Linked DNA regions of Sus scrofa: all the other regions are linked to region 3. A link is a contact called in public HiChIP or PLAC-seq data. All regions are on one chromosome and are shown on one strand. The core of a region is the stretch at or near the end of the contact, and the rest is flanking DNA. Distances in the headings are between cores, read along the strand shown. Region 1 holds the start of TMEM222 (transmembrane protein 222). Region 2 holds the start of IFI6 (interferon alpha-inducible protein 6). Region 3 holds the start of WASF2 (WAS protein family member 2). Region 4 holds the start of FGR (tyrosine-protein kinase Fgr).

The links. HiChIP or PLAC-seq counts read pairs in DNA pulled down with a chosen protein or histone mark.
Region 1: an H3K27ac HiChIP or PLAC-seq map of alveolar macrophages shows a contact between it and region 3. The contact joins the promoter of TMEM222 here to the promoter of WASF2 in region 3. A contact is called at or near these places in 2 of 2 datasets of contacts at active chromatin or transcription factors (alveolar macrophages and skeletal muscle).
Region 2: an H3K27ac HiChIP or PLAC-seq map of alveolar macrophages shows a contact between it and region 3. The contact joins the promoter of IFI6 here to the promoter of WASF2 in region 3. A contact is called at or near these places in 2 of 47 Hi-C or Micro-C datasets (embryonic fibroblasts and liver) and 2 of 2 datasets of contacts at active chromatin or transcription factors (alveolar macrophages and skeletal muscle).
Region 4: an H3K27ac HiChIP or PLAC-seq map of alveolar macrophages shows a contact between it and region 3. The contact joins the promoter of FGR here to the promoter of WASF2 in region 3. A contact is called at or near these places in 2 of 47 Hi-C or Micro-C datasets (embryonic fibroblasts and liver) and 1 of 2 datasets of contacts at active chromatin or transcription factors (alveolar macrophages).

Annotation. Positions count from the first base shown.
Region 1 is chr6:84,544,904-84,549,187 of Sscrofa11.1, forward strand. It overlaps TMEM222 (transmembrane protein 222), which reads left to right and starts at 1,991. Exons shown (of 6, transcript XM_003482003.4): 1 at 1,991-2,239. The coding sequence starts at 2,043. It overlaps LOC102165905 (a long non-coding RNA gene), which reads right to left and starts at 1,979. Exons shown (of 2, transcript XR_299851.3): 1 at 1,620-1,979.
Region 2 is chr6:84,856,321-84,860,564 of Sscrofa11.1, forward strand. It overlaps IFI6 (interferon alpha-inducible protein 6), which reads right to left and starts at 1,752. Exons shown (of 5, transcript XM_021095660.1): 1 at 1,598-1,752.
Region 3 is chr6:84,695,759-84,699,736 of Sscrofa11.1, forward strand. WASF2 (WAS protein family member 2) reads right to left here and starts at 1,670. Exons shown (of 9, transcript NM_001258444.1): 1 at 1,487-1,670. LOC102165025 (a long non-coding RNA gene) reads left to right here and starts at 2,052. Exons shown (of 2, transcript XR_298616.3): 1 at 2,052-2,205.
Region 4 is chr6:84,827,745-84,831,752 of Sscrofa11.1, forward strand. FGR (tyrosine-protein kinase Fgr) reads right to left here and starts at 2,657. Exons shown (of 13, transcript XM_021095651.1): 1 at 2,463-2,657.

The sequences.
Region 1 (4,284 bases), core at 741-3,240, 150 kb before region 3:
TTACACCACAGCTCATGGCAACGCCAGATCCTTAACCCACTGAGTGAGGCCAGGTATCGAACCCACAACCTCGTGGATCCTAGTCCTGTTCATTAACCAATGAGCCACAAAGGGAACCCCAGGGCTTTCTAACTTAGATCAGGAGGCCAGGGAAGTGCTTTCTGAGAAAGTGACATTTAATCTGAGACTTGCAGGGTGAATGGAATATAACAGCCAGGGTTTTTTTGGTGGGGGAAGAGGCATTTCAGGCAGAAGAGAACAGTGTATGCCAAGTCATGGGGGTATGAAACAGCATAGTACATGAGAGGAACTGAAAAAAAAGGCCAAAGTGGCAGTAGTACAGTGAACAAGCAAGTAAATCAGGCATGATGTAGGTCCTTGTAAACCGTGGTATATTTGTGTTCTATCCAAAGTGCAATGGGAAGCCACTGTGACTGTCAGATTAAATACGTTATTGTGTTAGTACTATCAAATTTGTGGCAAGCCTGAAGAAAGACTGACTTTGGTTGTTTATTCATCCACCCATACAATAAATGTTTAAAGGGCACCCACCAGCCCTTTGTTAGAATTATGAATTGACAGTGATGGTAGAGGAATGTCTAAGGTATAGACTTCCTTGGAGCCTATGATCCAGAAAAGATGAGACAGCTATAGTGATTGATTCAAGATGAAATTTATTCATTCAACAAACATATACTGCACACCTAATCTATTCCATACCTGGCCAGATGCTGGTTGTTGCCCTTCAAGGATCACTTACTACACATGGGTCACAGGAGAGGCACAAAGATACTCAAAGAATTTTGAGTGGGTTAGAATCATTTTCTGCGGTGATAATCTGCAAGGCCTTTATAAAACACCCATTCAATCATTCAGTAAATCAGTAAATATCTAGTGGGCATCTGTTCTACACTAGGAACAATGCTAGGTACGGAAATTAAGGACCTTAGAGTTCCATAACAGAAAGACATACCCCTCAAAACGCACTGAAACATTAGGTGCTAAAAACAGGACAGCAGGCTTTCTTTAGAACAACTTTAAGAGAGCGTGATTCAGTGGAAGAAAAACCTTCCCGGAAAGGCATAGCTCAAACCTTCCTAAGTGGATTTGTCCAAATCTCCCTCTAGCCTGATTTTTAGCCACTGCCTTCCTCCCCCCCCCCCATTTTCCCCTTCCTACCCCAGCAGATTCCATTTTCTTTGTCTATCTTGACATTTGTAAAAAAGCCCAAAGAATCCAAGGTTTGAGTCTGGCTTCTTTACATGATAGTGCGCGATCTCAGACAACTGTTTAACTTCCCCGAGCCTCGGTTTTCCCATTTGTACAATGAAAGGATTGGATCACATGGAAGGCTTGTAATTTAATCCTGCCAAGGTGATATTCACACTCCTGCACACTGTGTTCTGCAAGGCCTTTTTTTCTCTGCCCGGCTGCACGCATCCCTCCACCCCATCCCTGAGCCACCTGGCAAACAGCTCAAGTATCTTCAGGCAAATCTTCCCTGTTTCTACACACACGCCACACATTATTTCAGTCTATCCTTCCTTTATCACTACCTCGTGAGAGACTACAGAATGACAAAGGGGAGACAGACTTAGGTTTGAGTCGTGGCCACTTACCTCACCTCTTAAGCGTCAATATATCACTTGTAACCTGGGGAAATACCCAAATTCGCATGTCTAACAGACTGTGGGGATTAAAAACAGTGTATATCAAGGCAAGGCTTGGCGCCTAAGAAGCGCTCAGCAGAGACCGTACCACCCTCTTAGGAGCCCTTAGCGTACTGAATGACAGAGTCCTTGGTGGGTCTCCCGCACTAGACTGAGCGCTGCCTGAGGGCATCCCTTCCGCAGCGGTGCTGTGCCAGCGCAAACACTTCTGGCTGGTCCGCGCAGAAGGAACCAGGGCCAGGCAGGCCGGGCCCAGAGGGACGCGGTTCCAATTCCCGGGGGGAGGCCAAGCCGGGCGGACCGCACCTCCGGGAAGTGACGCCACCGAGCGAGCTGCTCCCGGACGGGGGCCGACCGGAACGGGCGCGCAGCATGGCGGAAGCGGAAGGGAGTTCGCCGCTCCTGTTGCCGCCGCCACCGCCGCCCCCGCCCGGGATGGCGGAAGTGGAGGCGCCGACGGCGGCCGACACGGACAAGAAGCAATTTAGCTGCGCGAGCGGCGGCGCCATGGACGTTGAGCGGAGCCGCTTCCCCTACTGTGTGGTGTGGACGCCCATCCCGGTGCTCACGTGAGTTTCCTCCCGCGTCCGCCCTGGGACCGGGAGAACCGGAGCCCGCGCGACGTCCTCCCGCTGCCCCGGCCCCAACGCACAATAAACCCTTCCTTAGGGTCCGGGGTTCGCCAGAACCCTGCCACCCGCGCAGCGCCAGTTTTGCTGACGGTCACAACCAGCTCCCCTCCCTCATTACACCCGGTCTAATCCGGGAGAAAGACAGTTGTTGACCGCGGAAAAGGTTCTGTGGCTGGGAAGCTCAGGACCTGTGGGCGTACTGATCCGGCCCCTAACCGGGTCTGAGAGAGACATCTTCATTCAACTCACTGGCTTATTCATTCATTAAACAAATGATTGCTGATCACTTCCTATACGCAAGACAACTGCTAGGTCTGGAGGCAAGAGTGGGAGTTTGGTTGGGACCACACCGACTTCTGAGATGCTGTCACTGGAAAGGTTCCCAGAGATCTGGGAGTCCAACCCTTTGTCTCACAAATGAGGCTGGAGATCACACACCATCTCAGTTGCAAAGTGGGTTTAAGTTGCAGGGTGTCTTTGTCAGAAGAGAAGGCAGATGCTCTGGTACTGCTGGCGCCTTTTAGCAAGAACTCCTGGTGGGAGTAGAGGGGGAGCTGGTTTGCCCTTGTGCTTCAGCCTTGACAGCTGGTAATAACCACTCTTCACAGTGCTGGACAGTTGGCCAAGCTCTTTCATGCCCATTTTTCTTGTGTGTGAGTTTCACAGCCACTTTCTAAAGTAGGAATTACATTCTCAGATGATGAAGCTGTACCATTAAATACCCTGATCAGGTTCACATGACAGTAAACAAAGGCATCCCAAACTCAGTTTTCTGACTCCATAAGTTGCTCTTCTTTGACTCCATCCTATCCCCTCTCACCTGATGGGATAGATTTGTCCCTTCTATCCAAAACAGCCAACTTCTCGGAGTTCCCGTCGTGGCGCAGTGGTTGACGAATCCGACTGGGAACCATGAGGTTGCGGGTTCGGTCCCTGCCCTTGCTCGGTGGGTTGACGATCCGGCGTTGCCGTGAGCTGTGGTGTAGGTTGCGGACGCGGCTCGGATCCCGAGTTGCTGTGGCTCTGGTGTAGGCCAGTGGCTACAGCTCCGATTCAACCCCTAGCCTGGGAAGCTCCATATGCCGCAGGAGCGGCCCAAGGGATAGCAAACAAACAAACAAACAAAAAAACAAAAAACAAAAAAAACCAGCCAACTTGTGTGGAGAAGAAATCATGTTTGGCCTTTTATGTTGCTGAGCCTAAAATGACCTTAATTCTTGTATTATGTTAAAATACTTCAGTTGTTCTTTCTTCAAATGCTTATGCATTTGTTTAAAAACATCCAAGTCTGAGTCCTTTAAAAATAAAAATGTTAAGAAAGTGCTTTCATTGATTCATTCAGTCTTCTTTTTAACACACCTGCTAGGTGACTCCTGTGTACTTAAAGTAATTCTAGGTGATAAGAATTTACAGTGGTGAATAAAGCAGCTATGATCCTTGTTCTCACAAAGTTTAAATCATGGTGGAAGGAGATAGATAGTAAACAAGTAAACTAATAAAAGAACAGATAGTGATTAGTGCTATGAAGAAAGTAAAATATTAATGTGAGAATAACTGAGAGGGAATGTATTAGTTTTGCTAAGACCTGTCTTTTTATCCCAAGATCTCTGGTTTTTCCCTGTTCCTAAAAACATGTTTGTGGAGTCATTCGCTCTTCAGAGAGCTGGTGGCAGCAGTGAGTGGAGGCACGGTGATCCTTAGTCATCTGGACCAGAGGAAGCACACACCCCATTTCTATTCAGATCTATGTACAAGGGTTCATAAGAGGAATAAGGCATAATATCTCTGTCAGAAGTTCATGTTCCCATCAAAGGACTTGCCTTCCAGCAGGAGTAAGAGAGGGAGAGAGACGGGTGAACCAGCCATTGTAGTGCATTATGATGACTGCTGACCTAGATGTGGCACAAGGAACTGTCCTCTGACTTTGGAGGGGGGAATCAGAGAAGAGGCAGCTGAATCCAGATCCTATCTGGGCCCTCAGA
Region 2 (4,244 bases), core at 502-3,001, 160 kb after region 3:
ACCGGAAGGAGCTGAATCCTCTTCTGGCACAGTCCCTGGCACGTTGTGTGCACTCACCAGAGTCAGCTAGTGTTATTAGTGTGGCTTCTGTTATTGGCTTTGTCTGGCCTTGAGCAGGATACCTGGGACTTCCTGGAGCCTCAGTTTCCCTATCCCTAAGGTGGGAGTATTAATAGAACCTATTTCTGGCTGGGTGGCTGTGAGTTTTGAAACTGTTCACCACTGTATCCCTAGCATTTAGAACAGTGCCTGTCACACAGAATTTTCTACACAATGGTTGTTGCTACACTTCTCCCCCCCCCCGCCCCCCGCCCCGCATTCTCGGCCTGTGGAAGTTTGGAAGTTCCTGGGCCAGGGGTCCAACCTGCACCACAGAAGTGACTCAAACCACAGCAGTGGCAATGCCAGATCCTTAACCCACTGAATCACCAGGGAACTCCTGATAGACTTATTCTTACAATGCATTGAATATTTACAGGCACCAAACACTGATCTCATATTCGTTTTTCAGAAAGAAAGGAGGGTAAAGGAGCTAGCCCAAGGTCACAGAGCAAATTGTGCAGCCTAGACACATCTCAGGTCTGTCAGAATCCAAAACCTATGCTATTTCCATGACACTACAAAATAGGAGAACACATATCCCCCCCAACTCTAATGTGATCTTTGTCTGCTTAATGCTTTTTCCTTGAATTAAAAACAAACAACAACAAAACCCCCAACAATTTCCCCTATGTTGAGTACTTACTTAGCACTTTCTGGCACAAAGTTATGTATACCCATAACAACCCCATGAAGTAGGTGCCGTTATTCTTTTTTTTTTTTTTTTTTGTCTTTTGCCATTTTCTTGGGCCGCTCCCACGGTATATGGAGGTTCCAGGCTAGGGGTCGAATCAGAGCTGTAGCCGCCAGCCTACGCCAGAGCCACAGCAACTTGGGATCGGAGCCGCGTCTGCAACCTACACCACAGCTCACGGCAATGCTGGATCCCTAACCCACTGAGCAAGGCCAGGGATCAAACCTGCAACCTCATGGTTCCTAGTAGGATTCGTTAACCATTGTGCCACGGCGGGAACTCGGGTGCCGTTATTCTCAACCACGTATTATACATAAGGAAACTCAAACTCAGAAAAGTAACACTCCCAGGCCTGCCCAGCTGTAGCAGAATCAGGATTTAAAGCCATAATTGACTGATGCCCAGACCCACACTTTGGAGGTTTACTTCAGATCCTGTCATCTATCCTCAAAGATAAACTCACTGTCACAGTAGATCCTAGGATAAAGGGCTTTCAGAGATCATCCAGTCCCTTGGGCAGGTAAAGTAGCTTGATCCTTATTTCACAGATGAGGAGTCAAAGGGACAGGATTAAGGCCATATACTGTTGACATGGCACCTATAAGCGAAGTCTCATAGCTCCTGCAGCTTAGCATCCCAACCCCTAAAAGCCCACCAACCCATGCCCTCAGACCAGTCTTAGTCCAGGACACTAAAGGGGACTCAATGGTGTAGCCTCCCTGAGGAATGGGCATCCTGGCCCTCATGGCCTGAGGCTCACAGGCAGGCAGCCTGACACCCACACCTTATAGCTTCTGGGTTTACCTTGAAGAGAGCAGAAAAGAAATCTTCTTGCCTGGAGCCTGCTGATAGATGGCAGTAGCAGTGAGATAACGGCTCTCAGGCTGGATTTTTATAATCCTTCCCACTGCTGTAACTCTCCTCCCCAAGTGGCCAATTGCTGTCAAGTTTCCAGTTTCAGTTTCCATTTCCAGGGTTCTACAGTGTCTTGTCTCCTCCCTACAGCTCTGCTCAGTGACAATATCTCTGCTGAGCTGCTTAGTGGCCAGACAGTATAATTCAAGCCAGTGACTTTCCAAACAGCTAAGAGTATTCAAAGCAGGTCACATTAGGGTGGGGTCCACAGCCCTGCAGGGCTTAGTGAAGCCAGACCACCAGCACCTCTTGGGGCACAAGGTCTTTCACAATTCGAGTCAATTAATAATAATGCCCACAAGAGTTTCCATTGTGTCTCAGTGGAAACAAATGCGACTAGGAACCATGAGGTTGCAGGTTTGATCCCTGGCCTCGCTAAGTGGGTTAAGTAGCCAGCGTTGCCATGAGCTATGGTGTAGGCCAACAGCTGCAGCTCCAATCCAACTCCTAGCCTGAGAACTTCCATATTCCATGGGTGCGTCCCTGAAAAAACAAAGTAATAATCATGCCTGCATTTATTGAGCACTTGCTGCATACAAGGGCCTGGAAAGAGATCCAATCCCACAAGTCTTGTGACTACCGTCATTTGTGTACAGACCTATTTTGCAGAGGAGATTAAAGCTTGTGGAAATGAAATCACTCCATTCCATTGTTCTCTCAGGCTGGCTGCTTCTGGGTGATGGGTATATGGTAAGACCGGTGACGCCCACGTTCAGAGGCCATTGCCACACATTTAATTTGCCATTAAAATGGGTCTTCTAGCCCTGGGTAATGGATTGCGCTTTCTTTCTTTCTTTCTTCCTTTCTCTCTCTCTTTTTTCTTTTTAGAGCCACACCCAAGGCATATGGAAGTTCCCAGGCTAGGGGTGGAATCAGAGCTGTAGCTGCCAGCCTACACCACAGCCACAGCAACACTGGATCTGAGCAGTATCTGTGACTGTTGCTTGCAGCAATGCCAGATCCTTAACCCGCTGAGCCAGGCCAGGGATCGAACCCGAATCTTCAGGAACACAATGTCAGGTCCTTAACCCGCTGAGCCACAACAGGATCTCCAGATTGAGTATTCTTTAAACTTTCAGATATTATTGCTTGCAGAACTAGAAGTACAATCCATATTTGGAGTACATAACAATTCCAGGAAAATGAATCATTGCTTTCTCCAAAGTGGAAGGGGACTGATGTAACTGACCTGCCACCACAGTGCTGGCTGCTCTCTCTGACCAATGTTGCTATGCTGCTGCCTGCTGCTGGCTGGTGGGCTATTTGTTGGCCATTGTTAGATCAGCCTTGGTGAAAGGGATGCCAAGTTGTTGGGTCCATTCATAGCCTCCATCCTTGCCACCATGGCCACCCTTTTATGAGTCTTTTGCAAAGTAGCAGGGTAACTAAGTTTACAGGCGGGCTGACATCCACAGGATGGGATATCTGACCATCTGGCTGGAGAGCCTCATCTGCAGTAGGAGGTCAATGGTGAGCAAAAATGTGAGACACAAAGATCTGCATACTTTTCACTAACTCCTGTTAATCCATCTATATGCCACTTACACAGATCTGCTTATCTCCAATGTTCCACTTTACTTTTCTTTTCTTTTTTTTTTTTGTCTTTTCAGGGCCAAACCCATAGCATACGGATGTTTCCAGGCTAGGAGTTGAATCAGACCTTTCGCTGCCAGCCTACACCACAGCCACAGCAAAGCCAGATCTAAACCTTATCTGTGACATACACCACAGATGATAGCAATGCTGGATCCTTAACCCGCTGCTCGGAGCCAGGGATCGAACTCTCATCCTCATGGATACCAGTCAGATTCGTTAACCTCTGAGCCACGACGGGAACTCCCCAAGTTCCACTTCTCTGTTCCATGCCTTTGACCAACTAGTCCAGCCATTTGCCATTGATTGGTTGATTGATTGTCTTTTTAGGGCCGCACCCACGGCATATGGAAGTTCGCAGGCTAGGGGTCAAATCAGAGCTGTAGCTTTTGGCCTATGCCACAGCCATAGCAATGCCAGATCAGAGTCATGTATGCGAACTATACCACAGCTCATGGCAACACCAGATCCTTAACCCACTGTATGAGGCCAGGGATTGAACCTTCATCTTCATGGATACTAGTCAGATTCATTTCTGCTGAGCCAAGACGGGAACTCCCCATTTGTCATTTATTAGGAATTAGTATACATCTGTGCTTCAGACTATCTCTTCCTCCACACAAAGGGAATGACAAAGTATATTGCTCAGGGTTTTGCCCCCAAGGAGGATTGACCACTGTCCATCCGGGCTACCCCTGCCAGAGGTTGCAATAGAGTGGTCCACTTCCAGCTGGTGCCTATACATATCTACCTGTAAAATGGGTTCTGCTCCCTTCCTCCTCCATCAGTTGGTTTTAGGGAACCCTCCATGAGGCCATAGGTCTAGGTTAAAGGAGGAGGGTCAGATCAACAGAGTTAGTTGCCATAGGAGTCTGAGCTGCTTGTTCATTTGATTTACTCATGCCTCTGGCACTTTGAGCCCAGCCCTGTATGCACCACTTCC
Region 3 (3,978 bases), core at 420-2,919:
ATAACAGGAAGCACAAATAAAGGAGCATTTCACTTAATCAAGAGTCCGGCTACTGAAACTTTCACCCTGGCAATCAAAAGAAATTTGCACTAACAAATACGGAATTTCATCCATCCCAGGAAAACGTGGCCTTTTTGGGGAAAAGAAAAAGTTACTAGCCTGGCATCAACTCTGAATTGAGAATCAAGTCTATGCACCAATAGTTGGTGAACTTTCTTGTACAGGCCACACAGCAAGGATTCAAACTGAGTTTGCTGAGGTTCTGACACACTTCAATGTGACTTTTACAATTTAGAAATGGTCCTTTTCAACTCACAGGCTGAACAAAGGGTTACAATTTACTGTCTAGAGATCAAGACCCAGCCTGTCCCCATGCCAGAATTCAAGTAACTCAACTATACTTCAGTAAAATGAATTTTTTTTTCAAAAGTCAGTTCAAGTGTCTAGGACCCGACCTCTCCCCCAATGTGTGACAAAGCAAACTTCCTTTAAGTGGACAGTGAATTCTCCCTGGCTCAATGATTCTCAAAGGAAACACCTTCGTGTTGGTAAGCATTGCACTTTACTGTGTGACCTTGGGCAAGTTACTTAACTCCTCTGAAATTTAAGTTTCCTTATGTGCAAATTCTCAAGGGTAGCTGTAAAAATTAAATAAGAACATATGCCTAAACCAGGTATGACACATAGTAGGAGCACCATAAATGTTCCCCTTCCTCCTCCTAGTCCACCTGAACTCTTTTGGGCCTAAATTTCAATCAAAACCCCAAGAGGCTCCAAGGATTCCTTCCTCTTCTGTCTCTATGGAGACCTATATAAAACTTCCCCATCTCAAAGGCTCTAGGATCCTGGAGGACCAAGACAAGCACACTCCACCCCACTATAATCTGGGTTTACCCAGACCCTTCCTGGATGGGCCCCCGGAGCCAACTCTTCTCCTTACTCTGCAGACCATCCTGTAGACAGACAGACAGACACACACACACACACACACACACCTCCCTGCCACTCTGCAACTTAGGCCTAAAATCTCAAAAAGCACCTCAGTGCCTTCAGGGCCCTGAGATGGAAACTGAGGCTCCACCTGGGGAAGAACTTGCCCAATATCTCGGACAATGTCTGGGATCCAACTCTTGCACATCTGCCTGCAAAGGCTTCGCTTTACAAATGGGGGAAATGAGGCCCAGAGAGGGAAGTGACTTGCCCAAGGTCATACAACGAGTTGGTGGCAGAGCCAAGTCAGCTTGGGGCACTTCTCAGCTTCACAGGCCCCTCCAAGCCCACGAGGGGATCTCCGGGACACCTCCTCCTGGGGGAGGGAGGAGTGTACGGCAAGACACTACCCCGCGTTGCCGCTCCCCCGGCCTCTGCCGGTCCGCGACAGGAGGCGCGGCACCCACTCCCCCGAGACACAGAGCGGCTTGGGAGGGGCGGCCAGGTCGGCCCGGCGCCTCTGGGCCGGGCCCGCCCGCAGGGACTTGTTGCTCACCTTGTATCGTGCGGTCGCCCTCAGAGACGGAGGGGCTGGCCGGCCGCCTTTCTCTGCACGGGGTCTGCTCTCGCAGGCCGCCCCGCCGGCTGCCACACAGCCAGACCCCCCCCCTCAGCGCGCTACGCCCCCAGCCGCGATCACCCGGCACGCGTCCGCCATTACGCGATTCCCCGCCCTGGGATGCGGCCACACCCCGCCAACCGCCCTGATTGGTTCTCTGCCCCACCCGCCGGGGGCTTCCGGGTATTCCATTGGCCCGAGTGGAATGTCAGTTAAATAGCTACGCAAACGACGTACTCAATAGTACAGTCCCGGGAGCTCCACCCGAGCTACTTCCGCAATCGGAGTAAACAGCAAGGGGCAAACCAAATGAAGTGGGGGTGGATTTTAAACTTAAAAAAATTCCTAAATTCGAAGTAGGAGAGTCCCACCTAAGAAAATGTAAAACCTTGTAAAAGTGTATCAAATGGCTAATCCTCTTTGTTAGAGTTCAAAGAGCCAGAATCTCTGGTGGAAGGAAGGGGCCAGGCCCATGAACTTTCTGTAGCCACCCCTCAAGTTGCAGATATTTTTGACACTTTCCTCCGGGTCTCCCGCGGGGCAGAAAAAAGGGTGGGGAGAGTGAGTCATAGACTCCAGCCCGCTGCTAAGGGATTCATCCGGGGCGAGGCCCGGGGTCCTGTGACTGGGAGCTGGTTCTGAAAGGCCAGGGTCAGGTGAGTTGGACCCTGGTTCAGCCGCCACCTCACTCTGTTACCTCAGACAACTCTGAACTTATCTGGGTCTCAGTTTGTCCTTCCGCAAAATAGGAGTAGTCATGTCTGCCTCGTGTTCTAGAGTGCTTGTTAAGGATTCATGCATGAATGGGAATATGTGTGTCTTATCGATTATAAAAGGTTGCTGGCTGGATATCGAGATGACAAATTAACAGGTTAGCAAAGGAACCTCATTTAGGTATTCTGGAGCAACTGTGTAAGGCAGATACTGTCCTCGGTTTGCAGAAGTGAAAACGGAAAACTCCATGACTTACCCTGAGTCACCCAGAGGATATGAAACGACCTTGGGACTCAAACCTGTATCTTTTGGCTTCCATTCATGTATTTCTCCCTTCTGGGACTGGTGTCTCCTGAAAAAGACTTCCCTCCCCAACATCGTAGCATTCCAGGGAGGGTCTTGAAGATGCCTGGCCAGTCTCCCATCTCTCTGGCTACCATAGACTTAGGCACAGTCCACCCCCCAGCTATTGTTAATCACCAAGGTTCCTGGGAAAAGTGATCCTAGGGGTGCACATGAGCTGTTTCTGGGGTCCTCAGAAGCAGGAAGTGAGCCAGGGATGAAAGAGATGACAGATGGGTCAGCTAAGGCAGAATCCCAAACAAAGGGAGTTCCCTTTGTGGCTTAGTGATTAACGAACCTGACTAGGATCCATGAGGATGAAGGTTCAATCCTTAGCTTCACTTAGTGGGTTAAGGATCCGGTGTTGTCATGAGCTGTGGTGTAGGCCGCAGATGCAGCTTGGATCCCGTGTTGCTGTGGCTATGGCTGTGGCAGTGGCTGCAGCTCGGATTTGACCCATAGCCTGGGAACTTCCATATGCCACGGGTGCGGCCCTAAAAAGAAAAAAAAAGAAAAAAAAAAAAAAAAATCCCGAACAAGGACACAGAGCGCCAAGATGGGCATCTCCATGCCAGGACTTAAGTCCAGGTCTCTGCTCTCAGAACAGGGCTCTTTTCACTGTAAGATTGTTTTTCTCAGAAGGGCTGTGCTGCCTTGGCTATAATTCCTAGTCTTTCCCTCTCTAGAAAGGAAGGAAGCCAAAAAAGGAGTGGGAAGGGAAGTAGTCTAAGACTTTAGAAGGGCAAAAACCACCAAGTGGGTGGTGCCGACAAAGCCCCAGTGCCCGCTGAGTCAGTGACCTCCAGGCTCAAATTGGGACATGTGGTCTGACAACCAGTGACTATTTTATTTTGGCCACACCCATGGCATGTAGAAGTTCCTTGGCCAAGGGATTGAACCCACGCCACAGCAGCAACCCAAGCTGCTGCAATGACAATGCTGGGTCCCTAACCCAATGCGCCACAAGAGAACTCCCAACCAATGGCTATTTAAATCCTTACACTGGCCATCGGGTGTAGGAGACAGCAGGTGCTGTGCAGAGGTCAAAATCCGGGCAGACTGACCTAAGATTGAATCCATGCTCCACCACTTTCTCGCTTTAGGCCTCATCCGCCTTTTCTCTAAAGCAGGGATAACAAGAAGTTTGCTTGTGGTGCAGCAGGTTAAGAACCCGGTGTTGTCACTGCAGTGGCTTAGGTTGCTTCTGTGGTGCAGGTTCAGTCCCTGACCCGAGAACTGCCACGTGCCATGGAAGCAGCCAAAAAAAAATTAAAATAAAAAAATAAAATGGGGACAACAGAGCAGTTGTGAGGATTCAGTGAGTTAGTTGTGGAATTAATGAGTCATGTGTGTAAAGTGCTGATAGCTATTTA
Region 4 (4,008 bases), core at 1,407-3,906, 130 kb after region 3:
TCATGGTTCCTAATCAGATTTGTTTCCCCTGAGCCACAACGGGAACTCCACATCATTCTTTCTTTGGGCCTTACCACCCCCACCCCCACCCCTGAACACCCAGGGGCTAAGAAGATATACCCCGTCTGACTCTACCCCCCTGGTAGGGCCAGCTGTGTGGGGGTGGGGCGGGGGCGGGGCCACACTAGCTTTACCCTCCACAAGGTCTTGAGGGGGTCAGCTGAATTTTCTACACTTTTTGTAGGTAAAAGTGGTTTCTCACCTCTTGCTGAAAACTGACCCACTAGCCTCTAAAACAGGAGTCTTGACGGACTCAAGATTCTTGGGAGATGGGAGCCATGGGTGGTCTAGGGGGCGCTGAGGGAATAGGAGGCTAGATTCCACAGTGTGGCCAGACTTCCCTGGGGTCCCACGGTAAGCTAGCCTGGTCTGCTCTGTACAGGAAGGGCCGTGGTTCCTTCTTCCCCAGGTCTGGGGTCCCCCTACCCATCCTCCTGAGGGCTGACCACTTCCTTTGCCACATCAGCCCCAGATGGCTGCAGAGAATACCCAAACACCCACACATATGCTCACACGCTCCTGCTCATTCACTCAAAGCCCAAACCATACTCATAAACACTCTCCACCGTCACTCACAGCCTCACACTCACTGGGAGTGGGAGCCAGCCCTGAAGCCCAGGAACCCTATACCTTCTTCCACCACTCCCCGCACCCCCTCCCCTCTCCACGGGGTTTCCTGGGATTCGGTAAGGATGAGGCAGAAACACAGGCCTCAGCTCTGGCTACTTCCTTCACCGCATCAGGGACAGGATGCCCTGAACTCTGGGTCCCTCCTGCTGGCCTGTCAGTCACTGACTCCCAGACCTCCATTTTCCCATCTGTGAAGTGGCCCTAGAGCCCTGCTCTCCCCCGGGGCCACACACACACAGACAGAAGGATGTCAAAGGACTCAGGGACCCCTGGATGTGGCACCATGGGGATTGGGGGGGCAGGGAACAGATCTCAAACCTACTGAATTTCCCAGGATGAGGCTTCAATGACCCACAGACATTTATTTCATTAGAATCAGCTGTGTTCTGGTCCCTGGAGGCCTTGTCAGGCTTTCTGGTTCTGCCTCATGCTTTTGAGAAAATGGAGAGGATCCCTGAATCTGTGGTAACTCAACCCCTCTAGGACACTAGGCAAAAACTGCTTTCTGTATTTGATTCTCATGACTGGGATAAGGTGGGGCTGGGGGCTGGGTAGGGGCAGAGATAATTTCCCACATAATTCAGATAAGGAAAATGAGGCCCAGAGAAGCCTCAGAATTGGCCTAAGTCACACACCAACCAAGGTCCCAGTCTGGCTAAGACTCTGAGACTGCAGATCCCCCTCCCCAGGATCCCTGAACACTGAGCATCATGGCCTTACTCCTCTGTCTCAAAGGCTGCCTCCGATTGAGGACCCAAAATGGGGGCCGGGGAGGGAATCAAAGGGGGCAGCGCGGGCGGGCGGGGATCCCTGCTGCAGCCAAGTACCCGCCTCTGACTGTCCGCCCTCTTGTTACCATGGAGACAGCCCCTCCCGGCAGTCGCGGTCAAAGGCAGGATTTCCGTCGGGGAGGCCAGCAATTCCCGGATCCCGAGAGGAACGTGGACCGAGACCGCCACCGCGGGCGGGAAGGGGGCACCCAGAGAGGCCCATCCTTGCCGAGGGCGGAGACTTCCCCAGGAAGCCGGGACCGACGCCTCCAGCGCCTCGAAGGAGTCCCCAGGCCACCCGGGACCCGCCCACCTGTGCGGGGTGGGAGGGTCTGGGGGCTGCCTCGTGGCAGCCTCCCCTCCCCTCTCCGCTACAGACTTCACCCTCGACTTCTGCCGATTCCGGATTGGGGGACTTCCTGGACCCCCGGAATTGTGCCCCACATTCTGCATCTTCCAGAAAGGGTTCTTCTTGACCTCTTCTCGCGAACTCCCTCACCTGATTCTCCCGGTCCCAGCCACTTAGTTCCTCTCTTCCAGACCCCTCGGCTTCTCCCCCAAATCCTCGCTTTCAAGGTCCCTTTAGTTTCTCCCCCAGCCCCTTTTGGGGGTCTCTTCGTTCTCCCCCCCCGACTCCGCCCCCTTCCCAAATTCTATCATTGCCACTCCACAGGTTCCCTCCGTTTTCCCCACCATACCTCTGCGTGTTGGGAGGGGTCCTTTTAGTCTATTGTCCCCATATTCCCTCAGCCCCCTCCCCAAATTGTATCAGTCTCAGTCTCCAGGTCGCCTCAGTTTTCCTCCTCAGGTGCTTTTCAAGGGGAGGGGGTCTCTTTGGCCTTCCACTCCCTCCGCTCTCCTCCCCAAGTTCAGGCTTCCGCTCCCACCCCTCCCCCATCCCACCCCCACCCCCACACCCCACCCCCACCCCCACCTCCCGGGGCCCAGGGCAGGCTGGGGGCGGGGCAGGGCTTGTTGTCCAGCCCCACTGACTGCGCCTACCTGCTCCCAGGGGAGTCCGCTTCCGACCGACCCCAGGGTGAGCTAGCCCGGCTCCCAGCAGCCACGAGTGCCGACGGGGGTGGGGGTGAGGAAACTGGGGTGCTGACCGCCGCCCGCTCTGGGCAGGGAGGAAGAAGCCGCCTCGGACGTCTCTTAGTGCAGCCGCGGTGGCGGTGGCTGTGCCGACGGGGAGAATTTGCAGTCACGCCCCAGCCCCAAGCCAGCTGCCCGCAGCGGGGAGGGGCCCTTAAATCCCAGGCCCTCCCGCCCCCCCCTTCCTACCTCCCCCGCGCGATCGCGTGGGGTCAGCTTTCCCAGGCCTCCCCCTGCACCCTGGCTCCTCTCCCCTGACCTGAACACCCAGCACTGCTTTCCCAAGACCCCTCCAAAAGGGCAGGTTCCTCACCCCCAGAAGCACCCACTCTTTAAAGGTTAAGAGGGGCTTTTCCATATCACTGCCCCACCCCCCTTTTGCAGCTGAGGAAACTGAGGCCCAGATGGGGACAGGCCTGAACCCAAGTTATCATGGCCAGTTGACCTCAGACTGCTGTCACCAGAGCCACTGCAATTCCAGTCACCACACTTTGCCATCTTCAGGGCCTGGGCACTATCTAGGACAGAGGGAAGCAGCAGAAGACCCCCTCTCCTAGGTGGAGTTCCCGTGGTGGCTCAGTGGTTAGCGAATCAAACTAGGAACCATGAGGTTGCCGGTTTGATCCCTGGCCTTGCTCAGTGGGTTAAGGATCCGGTGTTGCCATGAGCTGTGGTGTAGGTTGCAGACGCGGCTCGGATCCTGCGTTGCTGTGGCTCTGGCATAGGCCGGCGTCTACAGTCGATTAGACCCCCTAGCCTGGGAACCTCCATATGCCGTGGGAGCAGCCCTAGAAAAGGCAAAAAGACCAAAAAAAAAAAAAAGAAGAAGAAGACCCCTCTCTTAGGAAACTGCTTTTCAGAGGAATCAGCTGTGGGGCCGCACTGAGGAACTGGCACCATGTCAGCCTCCCACACCCACCCAAGGTTTAGAAAAACTGAGCATCATCCTCAGTGACAGTTCCAGCCTTTCCCACTGGCAGGGATCCCTGACCCTTCCCTCAGCCTGAGCTTCAATCCCCCTCCGACCACTGTTACTTCTTCAGTCTTCAACCAAAGGCCAGGAGAGTCCCTTCTGTCTGGGGAGGAAGGGATGCGTGTTGGAGGGCTGTTTGGTGGAGAAGGATGTGCGTTGGGATACAGTAGGGAGGCAGGGAGGGTATGTGAGCACTGTTTTGTGTGTGTGTGTGTGTGTGTGTGTGATTATAGGCAAGAAACACAATGACTGCCATTTTGGGATCAACAATTGGGGCACATGATGCAGGCATGTGTATTTCTATATATGAGCAGGGATGCATGGAAATATCTGTGTGTGTGTGCACATGTGTGTGCTCAGGTGTGTCTCCGTATGATTTAGGGTGGCAGAGAACAGTTGGGTATCGATAAGAATGCATTTCTCTTAGGGAACTGGGAGGAGGGATGGGGAGGTGCAGGTACAGGACTTGGGCAGAGTGGC